Regions from separate parts of the Anas platyrhynchos genome. Here region 1 is linked to region 2. The links are chromatin contacts, called in public Hi-C maps. All regions are on one chromosome and are shown on one strand. Each heading gives the region's core, a stretch centred on a gene start, on an enhancer-like site or on the middle of the called end of the contact. The rest is flanking DNA. Distances are from core to core; before and after follow the strand shown.

The links. A called contact is a pair of places that touch in the nucleus more often than the background predicts.
Region 1: a Hi-C map of subcutaneous adipose tissue shows a contact between it and region 2, with 2.8 times the contacts expected there. The contact joins the enhancer-like site here to the promoter of MFSD4B in region 2. A contact is called at or near these places in 4 of 8 Hi-C or Micro-C datasets (liver, skeletal muscle and subcutaneous adipose tissue).

The regions. Positions count from the first base shown.
Region 1 is chr3:72,494,170-72,497,239 of IASCAAS_PekinDuck_T2T, reverse strand. No RefSeq gene overlaps it. Among named protein-coding and RNA genes, the nearest start is that of SLC16A10, 8.9 kb to the right of the region's middle. Within about 2 kb of position 1,604, at least 5 of the 8 cell types and tissues checked have an H3K27ac peak or open chromatin away from gene starts, as enhancers often do. A contact at or near this core is called in subcutaneous adipose tissue, where this site is marked.
Region 2 is chr3:72,415,000-72,417,854 of IASCAAS_PekinDuck_T2T, reverse strand. It overlaps MFSD4B (major facilitator superfamily domain containing 4B), which reads left to right and starts at 1,348. Exons shown (of 4, transcript XM_027454697.3): 1 at 1,348-1,633; 2 at 1,732-1,900. The coding sequence starts at 1,445.

The DNA.
Region 1 (3,070 bases), core at 355-2,854, 79 kb before region 2:
GGGCCATAGATGGCACCGAGGTGGACGGGATGCTGGAACACATCCTGCATGGGGAGAGGCGGGGAGGTGAGGAGACCAAGGGGGGGCTCCAGCTCCCGTCTTCTACCACCTGACGGGTAATTGTCAGGGAAAAAGCAGTCGCATAAACCTACCCCGTGTCTTCACACACAGAAAGCTCTGAGAGAGACAAAACTTAATTTCCGACCAGGGCTACTGATCTCCTTCCCTTGAAAGTATAAAATTTCAAGTTTGATTTCCAGAAGAGGAGAATGTTTTTCCCTCTATTTTTAAATCAACACCTCACCAAACCATAGGAGTGTGGCAGATCCCTGAGCACAGATCCCTTCCGTGCTTTTTTCCCCCATCCCTTTCCAGAGCCAGCCTGAGCAGCCTTGCAGGCGCTTCTGGCCCCAAGTGCAGACTCGGCTGCCGACTGCGTTGTCCTGCTCCCGTGTTGCACCATCTCTTTTGCTCAAATCCATTTCCAAATTTAGCCACGCAGATGAAGAAATAAACTGTGGGCAAAGACCATTCCTGGCTTGGCCGGCAGATGGCAATTACTGCTTTCGTTATCTCTAATTAGGAAAAGAGATCTTGAGGCGGCCTTGAGAGCTTGCAGAAGCAGCAGTTTGCAGCAAGCGAGCCGCTGTAATATTGCAGTGAGTGTAAAAAACACCTCTGGAAAGGGACTTCGGCTTTCTCGTCACCTGCTGACAGATCAGATATCAAAGCTTACAAGTCTGATTATTATTTTTTTTTTAAATCTGCTTTGTTTCTGGACTGCTTCCTCTCACAGCCAAGGGTCCTGATGTTCATTGGCATGCACAGCTGAAATTAAAGAAAAAAATAATATATATATGTGTGCCTTTCTTGTTGTTGTTACAAATCTAGGGGAAAAGAGCTGTTCAGAGCATGCAGGTGAGGATAACATTAATAAATTGCAGCCTCCTGGAGGAGGTTAGCAGTGAGGGCTGCTGCAGCAAAATAATGTAAACTAGAGCCAGATCCTTTGCTGAATAAGGAGAATGATTCAGGACTGACGTAAAGACAGTCCAAAGACACTATGCTTCATGGACAAATATATCAATGCTGTCCTTTCCCTTGCCTTAATTCCTGCTTCATTTTCACAGTGGGATGGCTGCATAGTGCTGGCTGCAGCCCGGTGTTTTGGGGACAGAGCCTGGGGATGAGGAAGGGGACAGGGGCCTCAAGCTGCCCCTGGGCCTCGGTCCCCAGCCATCCTGCCGCCTGGGGTGCAGAAGTCCTGAGTAAGCACGGGGGAAAAAATCTTTCTTAAATGGTTCTCTGGAGGCATTTTTACCCAGAGAAGCATAAAGAGGGCATGAAGCGAGCTTTATTTAGCTTTGCTTGGCTCAAAGTTGAGTTGCCCTGACATGAGACCGAGGGCTGAAGGGAGGGAAGAAGGAAATTAGTGGGAAGAGGAACTCGGAGTCCTCCCAAAAAGGCTGGTTGGATTTTAAACACTTAATATTTCAGAGTGACTGAAACAGCACATTTTTCTTTCCAGTCATGCAGCTGTGATCAAACCATAATGAGAATGAGTTCCTAGACCGAGCATGCAATTAACAGTTTTTAACTCAAGGTCCTTTTTCCTGAGCGACTGGAGATAAAGCAGGAGTCAGGCGTCTGCTGCTGGGTTTGTATGTGGCCAGAGCCCTGTGAAACCTCGCCTTGTCAACAAAAGAAAGTTTCCTTGAGTCAGGAGAGGGCATGCCACCAGAAACGAGCCAGTCAAACGGGAAGTCTGGAGGGGCTGTCTGGCCTCAGGCTTCAAAGGAAGCCCGGGGTCTGCTGGTGGTGAATAGCTGAGGCAGACCACAGGGACCGTGTTCAGAAGGTTGTTTAAAAACAAACAAAACCTGTAGCTCATACGTGTTTACGGAGAAGAAATTCCTGCACGAAGGCTGTGCCCCTTGCTTCAACACCAAACTTGTTTCTGAAAACTGTTGTTGGGAAACAGTGTTATTAGGATCAGCAAGGCAGACCGGGAAGGAATTTGTCCAAGTAATTGAGAGGCTGGCTGGGGGCAAGGGACAGAAGAGGCTCACTCACGGTGGTGGGCATGGGGTTAAACAGGGCATCTGTACCTGGCAATTTGCTTGGGGAATTCAGAATTAGAGACATGCCAGGTCTGTCTGCACCAGCGAGGCTCTGAAATGCCTGAGGTTAAGGCTGGACACCATTGCAACAAGTTGGTGGCTACCCAGAAAACAGAAATCAGTGCACCTAGGACAATTAGCACGTCCAGTCAATAACTCAGAGAGATATTGTTCCCCCAAATTAGCTTGACATCTTGTCCTTTATAAGAAGAATGCAACTTGGCTCGGGAAAAAATAAAAATAAATAAAAATAAATAAAAATAAAATAGGCGTAGTTCTTTCATAGCATATGAAAAGCAAAATAAGCAGAGAAGAAAGCACAGAAATCCCCTTGCAGGTTACCCTGCGGTGACGGTGTTGCTGTGGAAGCTAACATCAGACCGTGTTTGCCTCTCTAATTGCTGGCTACGGTTGGGCTCATTGCACAACCAGAAAACTGCTTTTTTCCAACTGATAGCCCTCTCCCACCTGATAGCCTTGCAAATTCAAAGTGGAAAGCGAAAATAGTGTGTACTTTGGCTGAGGGATCGCCAGCCATAAAGATCTGGCAACGGCAGCTGGTGCAACAATTTTGCTAATGATATTTAAATTGGAGTGAATCAAGCATTCGAACACTGAATAAAGAACAGCTTTATTTTTCCTAAGGAGAAAAGCAGATAGGAGGCTGGATGTGTTCAGGTGAGCTTTTTTATTTTTTTATTTTTATTTTTTTTTAAACAATTGTTTCCACACTACAATTTAGCACTGGTTTAACTCCATCAATTCCTTAGATTGGTGTAAAACAATAAAAGAAGATCTGAAGTTAAAGCTCTGTGTTATTCCACAATTTATGATTCATGGTTTGTGTGTAGCATACAAAGCACAACAGTTCATACATGAACACTTTTAAATCAGAATATATTTTTCTTTTTGTTCAACATTTTCCACACGTTTATGATATATTAAGCTAA
Region 2 (2,855 bases), core at 99-2,598:
TCAATTGCTTTTGCACTGAGAAGCACACAAATAGACCGCTGGGCAAGTGCAGGAGTCACCTTTTATCAGCAAGAAAGTGCCTTAAGGCCTTTGAAAGGTCTGCTCTTAAATGTTACTTTTGTTTGCCCAGAAGAGGGAGACCAAACAATTTTGTATCTTTATCTTATAACAGAGGTTCCTAAAGAATTACTTTTTTTTTTTAAATAAAAAAAAAAAAACCTGTTTGGAAATTTAATATAGTTTTATTGAAGCGTTTTCCAACCCTTGGATTTGATCACAGGAAAAATGCAAGTTTTACATAAAATAAAGTAGGATGGTGCAAGTAAGGTGCTCTTTGACTACCACACCTCGTTAGGAGGTGTGTGACTGAAAGGGATGTGTATGTGCAATTTAAAACCAGGCACACAGATGAACTCCCCAAGAAAGGGCTTTTAAATCTCCTGATAAACATCGAGGGGACCTTTGGTTGCTGTTGACCCTAAGACACAGGTAAAGTCCAACCAATTCTGAACAACCGGCAACAAAAAGTACAGGTTTTCCTGGAAGATCATAAAGGCTCCAGGATGAGAAAGGGGTACTCATGGTTTCATAAGGGCACTCTTAATTGTCTCCTGGATATAACTGAAGTGGTACCGCATAAGGCTGTAACTACTCTGATTGTGTAAGCTCAGTAATAGCAGTTAAAAAAAAAAAATGCCAGGGGCTGCAGGTGGTTGATTGCAGATAAACTACAAGTAGATTGTGCTACACAGTATTCTTGGAAAAGGCAGTGTTTTTCTCAGGCACTTGATATAGATATAGCAGAGAGATAACCTGTAGCCGCTATAGGATGCTGCCACACATGTGGTTACAGTTAAGTTGTGAAATCACCTCAGCTTCTTGTCTGAAACACTGGGGGACAGAAACAAGTTGCCCACTTGGAATCTTGTTTAAATTTAAAAGCTTTATGTCTTCGAGGCAGGACACGATGGGAAGAGTGCCTCTGCCCCCCCCAGCTGCTTCAGGTTAGGTGTTTGATCCAGCTCCTGGCTCCACACAGGACCTCCCAAAAACCAGCCCATGTGTCCGAGAGTGTTGTCTAAACTGCCCTGGGGAGCCTGTCCCAGTGCCCGACCACCTCTGGGTGCAGACCCTTTCCCTAACCCCCAGCCTGACCCTCCCCTGTCCCAGCTCCATGCCGTCCCCTCGGGTCCTGTCGCTGTCCCCAGAGAGCAGAGCTCAGCGCCTGCCCCTCCGCTCCCCTCGTGAGGGAGCTGCAGGCCGCCATGAGGCCTCCCCTCAGCCTGCCCTGCCCTGTAGCGAGCACCCCGATCCCCCTCAGCCTCCCGGTTCCCCCCCAGCCTTGGCCGCCATTTTGGGCGGGTTGGGCCGGGCCGAGCGCTGCGTTGCGTTGCGGGGCGGTTCCGCTGGGCGCTGCCCGCGGTGCGGCGGGGCCGCGGCGGCGATGGGCGGCGCGGAGCGGCCGCAGCCTGCCCGTGCCCGTGCCCATGGCCGTGCCCATGTCCGCTTCGCCCCCGGGACGAGCTCGGCAGCGGGCCCGGAGCTCGCTGAGGTGCCGGCAGCCGGCGGCCGGGAGGGAGCGGCGCTGCGGTGGTGCATCTCCGGGGCGCTGTGCGCCGCCTTCCTGGGGCTGGTGAGCGGGCAGCGGGCGGGGGGAGCGGGTCCGGGTCCGGGTCCGGGTCCGGGTCCGGGTCCGGGTCCGTGTCCGTGACGCCGGGCGCTGTGTTTCAGGGGATGAGCATCGCCGTGCTGGGGCCCACCTTCCAGAACCTGGCCCAGAACGTGCGCAGGAACGTGTCCGACATCTACTTCGTCTTCGTGGGCCGCTCCCTCGGCTACCTGGGCGGCTCGGTGCTGGGCGGGCTGCTCTTCGACTGCCTCAACGCGCACCTGCTGCTGGGTGAGACCCGGGGGGTGTGGGGTGAGGGGTGAGGGTGTGGGGGGACCTCGGGGCTCTGAGCTCGGCCTCCGGCTGCCCCTCGCTGCTGAGGGGCCCTCAGCCCACCCGTCACTGCCCGCTGCTGCACGTAGGGCACGAGGGGAACCCAGCGCTTTGATGCCACGGGGCTGAGAAATGGGGGTCCGGCTGGCCCCCCACATAGCGCCCTGCCTCGCCAAGCCCCGTCACGCATTAAAATATTCCCCTGGGTTTGGTTTCGGGTGCTGTACGTGCCCAGGTGTTGCTGCTGCACGGGCTCACGGCCGTGGATTTGGGCATGCTGGTGGCCGGAGATGTTTTAGGGCCAGCAGAAACTTTGGGTTGACCAAAAGGCGCCTTTCTTTCCATGACAAAAGTACAAACTATGCTCCTTTCTATCAAATAACATCCTTGATATAGACCCTCCTGCAACACAGAGCCTTGTGTAGTGTCACCTTATGAGATATATGAAAGAAATAGGTGGAACTGTCTTGGATTTTCAGGAAGAGGTTCCTCACCGAGAGGGTGGTCGCGCACCAGAGCAGGCTCCCCAGGGACGTAGTGCCAGCACCAAGCCTCTCTGAATTTAGAAAGCGTTTGGGCTGTGCGCGTAGTCACCTGGTCTGAAGGTTTGGGTGGTCCTGTGTGGTGCCGGGAGTTGGACGCGATGATCCCTGTGGGTCCCTTCCAGCTGGGGATATTCTGTGCTTCTGTGCTTTTTATGTGCGCGCAGCTGGGATCGGCTGTGGTGGTGTTTTGAGGGACAGTTCTGCAGGGGAAGCCAGGTAAAACTCTTGCCTCTGTTAGAGCTCGGCTGAAGTGTTCATCTTCACGTCCCAGACAAAAATACTGAGATTTTGGCTGGAGGACCTTAATCAAATTAGAGCTTATTTAAAGTGGAAAACTTGGTATGCCATCTGTGATTCTGGGAGCTTGC